Linked DNA regions of Columba livia: region 2 is linked to region 1. A link is a contact called in public Hi-C data. All regions are on one chromosome and are shown on one strand. The core of a region is the stretch at or near the end of the contact, and the rest is flanking DNA. Distances in the headings are between cores, read along the strand shown. Region 1 overlaps ITGA8 (integrin subunit alpha 8). Region 2 has its middle 39 kb from the start of FAM171A1.

Region 1 (3,740 bases), core at 383-2,882:
ACCATGGTACTGCCCCACAATCCAGCTTCAGTGGCATCCCTGGAGATGTTGAAACATGACTCTCAAAATCAGTGTTCCTTTACCCAGTCTTTTAGACTTGAGGTACCCAGGGGCTACAAAAGGGAGAAAGGCCCCTTAAATTGCCAAAGCAGTAGCTTGACAAGTGGAAAAATTTGAAATCGGATGGTAAAATGCAAACCTATTTAAGAACAACAGTGTAGAGATTCATTTTTGGGAATCAAAGCCTGAACCCGGAGCAAGTGTTAATGCAAATCCATTATTTGCACACCAAATTTGGTGCTTTCTGTGGGGACTGGTCTCCTCTCAGTCACTGAATCGGCACATTAAACTGCTTAGCAGGCATGAATCAAACATTACTCTTATAAATATTTCTTTGTTGTAGTAATCAGGATCTGCATAAGAAGCAAAAATAGATGTATTTGCAAACACTGATAGTGGCTCATTGTGATTCATTCAGTTCTTGAAAACTAGAAATAAAAAATGCAGCATCTATTATAATTTGAAAATACTCAAATGAACAAAAGCAAATAAAAATATTTTCATCAAACTTAACACAAGACAACAATGATTTTAATCAAAGCAGCAAATATGTAAAACAGCTGCAGCTCTTTCAGGTAAGTTCTCACCCTTCAGACCTTTGAAAATTATTATCTTTACTTGTTCCATGTGTGTTTGCATGTATGTACTGTATAAATGCAGATGGCCCTTAACCAGGCATCTGCAGCAGGCTCAGTTACACTCCTCCCTCTAACCTGTACCTACTCAGACTACACCCAGGATGGCAAATCCCTTTCAAATACTTCTTTTGATACATGTATGTGTGTGTGTATGTATCTAAGCACATTAATATTATACATATAAATAATTACAGAAAATAAAGAATGTAATACATATTTCATATATTTATGTATAATGGTATATACACAGAGTGGAGGTGAATAATCACCTCAACCTGTCCATATTGATATAAAATTGGAATATTAACATATAAAACCAACAAAAATGTATATTTATACAAATATATACAGGTCAAGGACCCTCACATGGAGACAACACCTGGACTGCCGTGTACAGGTTTGAAACACCACTACAAGACTTGCGGGTGTTTGGTTCAAACAAGAGAAAGTAAAGGAAGATCTATTTGCACTTCATCCACTGTTCAACAGGTAGAGAGAAGAGAGAGCCAAAGGAAAATAGGCAAAAGGCAAAAGCTATGGCAACAAAATTTCTGATCAGATACAAAGAAAATACTCTTCACAGTGAGGGTGATTAAGCACTAGAACAGATTCCCCGGAGAGGCTGTGGCATCTCCGGCCTTGAGTAGTTTCATAACTTGGCTACACAAGGCTCTGGGTAACCTAATTTAACTTTGAAATGAGCCCTGCTGCATCATTAGGGTCCTGCCTCCCAGGACGGAAGAGAGAGGGAAGGATTTGCCCTGGCACACATGGTCCCAAATTCTAGAACTGAGAGAAGAGAGGGGGTCTTGTCAACCCTCTCACTATGGCAGAGTGATTTTTAGTATCACTATCATAAAAGTTTCCAATCATACCAGCCGTTACTAAGCAAAGTAAGTCAGTAACGTTCACAGGGTCATTGATATCAGAGCCTCAATAGAGAGACAAAACACAAATGCAGAGCTAAGTACTATGATCTGGGGAACGAAGCCAAGCAATTGCCTTCAATGTCAACACTGGGGAAAAAAAAGGAGTTTAGAGAGAGTAAGGACACACAAAGCCCTTGCATGACGAGAAGAGTTGCTTCTATTTTTAGATTTATCTGATTCTGCAAACATCTATTTAATTTCTGGTTTTTGTTGTGCTTTAGATGCTATTCATATGAGTTATTTTAATTTAATAGATCGTATCTAGAGAGCTTTATTTGGACTTTCATTCCATGAATCAAGAAAAAAAAAAAGCATCAAACCCAATAGGATTTTTCCCGAAGTACATTCTGATCAAAACCAAATTAAGACCTCAGGGCTTGAACTAACATAACTAAGGGTATTTTTCGCCTTCTTTAGATAAGACTGAGACTTACCAAAGAAATCCACGAGGGTCTATTATAAATCAGAATGCTACAAGTGAACCATGAGGCTCTAGATAGCGTCTTATTGGCATAGTGGACTGAAATGTGTCAACATTTAAAAGTACAAAAAAGTTCTCTCTCAGCATTTTCTCTTGAGATGCAAATTCTTTTTACAACAGGATTCTAAGTTTTCCCTAGAATCTTACCATCTTCACAGCTAATGATTTTTTCATGTAACTAAACCTCTTTAGTCCCACTATATATCCTTTCCTTATACAGTACCTGGATTCTGTTACAATCAGCTCAACTGCTGGCCAGATTAGCTCATGTTTTTTATCAACTGCACGTTTGGCCAGAACTGATCTACATTCCTCTTCCCTGTTCCTCTTCAGAGGCTGTTCAAATTTTCTCCAACTGGTTTAGAAAAATACAACCTATTTTACTAAAAGTAGTAAAGTTAACCAACAGCAAAGACAACACCCCAGTGAGTTCTGGAAACTTAGGGGAAGTGGAATCTAAAATTCTGCCTTTTGGAGCTAATTTAAAACATAAGAACTTGTTGCTGTCTGTTAAGTATTACAATTAAAAGTGACCATTATAACGAGTTTCTGAAATATGAACTATTAGCTTTTTACCAGATTTCAAATACAACAGCGCACTTCAGGGGGCATTTAAGTTTGCTTCTGGCTGCAAGATGCTTTCAGTGGTTCAGAAATTCCCCAGTTAATCAAGTGGGAGAAAGTTTTCTTCATGTTGCTCTCCTGCTACCTCTCCTGGCAGCTGAAGGGAAGAGCAACCAGCTTAAACACAAGGATTTGGTAATTCTACCTCACTGCTAAAGCAGGAATAGTCATTATGGAATGAGGTTTACAATGAACAAACTGAAAAGGAGAAGTTAGCTTTGTGTAGGTAAGAGAGGAAAGACAGATCACAGCTCTTTAATATAATGCCAGCGCCTGTTCTCATCTTTTCTCATTGAGTTTCAAAGGGGTTTAAAAAAAAAAAAAAAAAGTAGGGGTTGGATGAGGTCATCTTTAAAGGTCCCTTTTAACCCAACCCATTCTATGACTCTATGAAAGAGTATTACAGCCTTACACTGCAATGCAACAGGACAGCTTTACAGAGCAGGGAAACAAGGGAGAAGAGTCTCTGCCCCTTAGTCCGTATCTCCTGGAGTAAGGGGATACTAAAAGCCCTTCCACTGTAATTTATCTCAGTTCCTTGCTGCAATGAAGCAGGTTAAAACACCAATTGTGCTCTTAGGGCCAGCGCTTTCAGCTTCTTTCAGACTCTTCCCAGAGTCTTGGCTCCAGCACAGAGATTTAGGGAGCTTTAAAGAACTGCAAACATGGGACTGCAGAGTCAGTGCCATATCAGCAGCGGGAAACACACAGAGTTCCTGCTAAAGCCTCTTCTTGGCTGGAGGCCCTGTCACTGGCCAACCCATATGGGAATGTCTGGTTACACGACTTGTTCATGGATGAGTCTGCTCATATCCTACAGCATGTCAAAAATTCATCCTACTTCCCTCCTCTGCCCCCTGTCAGGAACAATATTTCACCAATAGGATTAATTACTGATGCCAGCTTGTAAGTAAAGCACCTCATTGCTTTAGAAATCTCTGGATTAGCTCCTATGAAGAACAGATATAGGTGACCTGAGAGATCAGTGACAACCTGGGACAATGGCCT
Region 2 (3,740 bases), core at 904-3,403, 120 kb before region 1:
TTAACATTTATCACACTAACCACATATAAATTCCAGAACTGGACAGTTGTAAGAGATTATTTTACAGGGAACCAAAGTCACTTATCTGAATGCTTTGCAGATGTGATCTTGGAGCTGCCTCTGAGTGCAGTAGGAGGAATGTTTACTGTGATCAAGAGCCTTCCACTGCATGCTGGAGAGTGACCACTCTTTGCAGGATGACAGTCAGCCACGGCCTCTGTCCTAAGTGGTACGATAAAAAAGTTATGCAAAGTGGGCAAAAAGATCTTTTGATGAAGTAAACATGAAAACCTATTTTCGATTCCTTTAGGAAAAACAAATGAACAAATGCCTATTCTTAGACGACTGTACTCAGAAGAATATGGTGGGTTTAAGAAGCTTCCATTCATCACTCCTCTGTCACTTCACTTTGTGGTTCTCCATATGATTTCTGAAGCACTTTGGAAGAGCTGACAGTACCCTAATGGCTCAATAGATGATTCCAACGATGCCAGTGGCAATGGGGTTATTGTTTGTTTGCTTTTGAAAAGGTCTGGCATATTTTACTTTCCTCAATAGCTTCGTGGAATTCTACAGCCTGTGTTTTTACACAAAATAAAGTGTACTTTTTATTTACTAGCACCTTTTCTCATTTACTCTCAGCGTATTGCGTTCTCTATAACTATAACCTACAACATACAATGAGGATGGAGAATGCAAAAAGCGACCAATAAGCCTACTACCACTTAAGGCATTCTTTATGTTGCTTAACAATGTGCTGAAAGCTCCCCAAAATTTTGCCTATATTTTAAAAAGGTATCTTAAGATATAGTAGATATATTTAGTATACACTATAGGAATTAATCAAAAAATCACAATCAACAAGCAAAATCACTTCCGCTCATTGTGACATCCTTCTTTGCAGTAACCAGGCCCCAAACATCCCCTGTACTAGAACTACAAGTAATTATTTTCACAAAGGAATAAGCACCAAAAGCCAACACCTTTGCATTTATGCATTTATCACTCTACCTTCAGCAATGGATGTTAATTTGTGCCGTAGCAAACCAGAGTTTGCCAGTACGGAATGGACTGATCAATGCAACTTGTGCACAGCTAAACAGCTGCCACAAAGTAAACCCCAGGGGAAACGCTGTTCTGAAATGACTGACATTCACAGGGAAAATACAGCCTGTAAATGTTCAGTAGAGGTAAGGGGCGATGTCATCACATCTCTTAATTTTTACTTTTTTTTTCTCCATGGTTCTCCTTTGAGGTGCCCTTATATTGGGTTTGCATCATAATTGCAGAAGTGTTAGTGTCTGCTAAGTGTCCTGGTTTACAAATTAAGGGAAAGAGATTAGAATGTAGTAAAGTCAAGAGCTTTTGAAATAAATTGTTCTTAAAATTTTCTTATTATTTGATTTTCTGCAGCTCATCCAATTTTATATTCATGCAGTAAGCCCTGACTTTTTCCACAGCAAAACAGAGGCGAAACTGGTCACAGCCTATCAGATAAATGTATTTTCTCACCAGAAAAGCACACCTGCAACTTCATGTGGGGATGGCTGTTTTTCCCTTACAAATGTCACGTTAAGTTTGCAGCCTCTCAGAAACCGTCAGTTTATCTATAATGACAAAGATGAACTGAGATTTACGGTGTCACTGACCGATGGCGCGGGGCATCGAGGCCTCCCCGGCTGTGCAGCAGCTGCAGGTGCGGCGGTCCTGAGGGGGATCTCCGCCAGGACCGGGCGAAGGTTTATCCGGTACCGCTACACAACGCCGCCCCGGCAACACTCACCTCAGTGCCGCTCCCGCCGGGCGCGGCCCGAAAGCACGCGGGGGCAGCGGCGGTTGGGCCGTTCCCGCTCCTCACCGGAGCAGCGGCGCGAACTCGGCCCCGGGGCCGCCGGGGGGCGCTGCGCCACAGGCTACGCCGCCGCAGAGCGGCCCGGGGAGGGGAGCGGAAGGGAGGGCGGCACGCCCTTGCCCGGCCCGGCCGCCGGAGTCCGCGGGAGGCGGCTGCTCGGCGGGGCTGGGCTGTTGAGCGCCGCAGGGTTCCTCCGCTCCGCTCTACCCGGCGGCCACAGCCGTGTCGCCACGTGTCCCCGACCCCTCAGGCGCTCAGGGCGCCTGTAAGGCTCGGGGGCAGTCCCGCAGCCGCTGGCGGTCACCGGGGCGGTCCAGCGCTTCTCTCTGGCTTCCCCAGCCGCTGCGGATACCCTGAGCCCCAGCCCGGGCCATCCCGGGCAGGGCCCCACGGTGGCCGCTGCGTGGGGCCGGGGCCGTGTGGCTGAGCGGCGGCCCAGGGGCCGCCAGGCGCGGATCCGCCGCGCCCGGTGCCCACAGCCCGAGCCCCCGCACAGCGCGGGAACGGCGGGCTCCCGGCGCCAGGGCCCGCAGCCGTGCGGTCGGTTCTGCTTTACAGAAAAAAGCTAACTCTTTGGGCTCACTTGATGCTTGTTTTGTTTTGTTTTATTCCCCCTCTGCGTTTTTATACCTCGCTCCAAGCTTTCTGCATTTTTATTTCTACTCGCAAAGCAAACAGAACAAGTGCTTTCTTCTGGTTTGTGCGTAAGCATAAGTACCCTCTAGATATCATTCTAAATATGTTTATTTACTTTTTTTCTTTTACTTCATCAGATTTCATCTGCAACTTATTCGTAATGAAAACAAACGCTTTAACATTATGACAGCTCTTCTCAGCTCTGCTGCTTGACCGTGGTTACGCAGTGCTACCCGGAGCCCGGAGGCAGACAAGTGTCTCAGCAGAGCTGGTTACAGCCCCTGGCTGAGGCCCTGCCGCTCTTCCAGCTCCACAGCTCATAAAAACAACCACCATATGAAACTGAGTTTGGGATCGTTTGTGCTAGCACGTCTCATTCATCCTGGTCACACTATATTTGGTCCAGAATTAGGGAATTCTGACTTTCTGGATGCCGTATTCACCTCTGAGAGTGAGCTGAGAGACCCACCAGTTGTGGGCAGCTGGCTGCAGCTGGCTGCCTGACTTTTGGCCAAAGCTGTTGTGTAGCTCTCCATTTTAAATGTAACAATTAAATTATATATGTAAACATTTACTAGTTGTTTTTTGGTTTTTTTTGCTCAGTCTTTTGAGATATCATAAGCAGGTAGAAATGAGACTATGTTTTGCTTGGTATTTCTAATCTTTAGGAAGTTCTGCTGAGTCTTTTTGCTGTGCCAAGGAAGCACTGACTGGCACACCCTATCTGAGGCTGTGCTCACCTTAGGGGAAGACAGTGTCACCTACAAGGGAGATCTGTGAACTTTCTGTAGCTGAAATTACCTTTGATGGAAATAAAACATCTTTATTCATATTGTCTGTCAGCCTTGAATTACACTGTCAAGAGAGGACATGCTAAATCAGAGAAATAATTTAGAAATATCCAGTTCAGTGGTTCAATTCTGATTATTTTTGTTCTTCCACAACAGTCATAGTATAAAATAGGGAATCGTGAGAGCTGTCCCTTGAAAGAAATCTGAAATGTCCTGTAGCCACAAAAAGTTTTCTTCTCTACTTGTGTTTGACCTCAGAACACAAAGCTATATTTGCTCTCTTTTCATGGGAGGACTGCACAGGTGACTGGAGAGTGAGTAGGACTAAGCCTTGATAGGCAAGTGAAGGTGAGTCAAAAGAATAACCTCAAAGAGGTTTTTATTAAAAAATATTAAGACCTTTTTTCTTTTCCTAACTGAATACTGGCATACAATTAACCCCGTGATGCATGATGCTCATT

The links. A called contact is a pair of places that touch in the nucleus more often than the background predicts.
Region 2: a Hi-C map of crop shows a contact between it and region 1, with 4 times the contacts expected there. The contact joins two enhancer-like sites. A contact is called at or near these places in 2 of 2 Hi-C or Micro-C datasets (crop and liver).

Annotation. Positions count from the first base shown.
Region 1 is chr2:22,992,448-22,996,187 of bColLiv1.pat.W.v2, reverse strand. All of the region lies in intron 2 of ITGA8 (integrin subunit alpha 8), which reads right to left. Among named protein-coding and RNA genes, the nearest start is that of ITGA8, 7.6 kb to the right of the region's middle. Within about 2 kb of position 1,632, at least 3 of the 3 cell types and tissues checked have an H3K27ac peak away from gene starts, as active enhancers do.
Region 2 is chr2:23,113,049-23,116,788 of bColLiv1.pat.W.v2, reverse strand. No RefSeq gene overlaps it. Among named protein-coding and RNA genes, the nearest start is that of FAM171A1, 39 kb to the left of the region's middle. Within about 2 kb of position 2,153, at least 3 of the 3 cell types and tissues checked have an H3K27ac peak away from gene starts, as active enhancers do.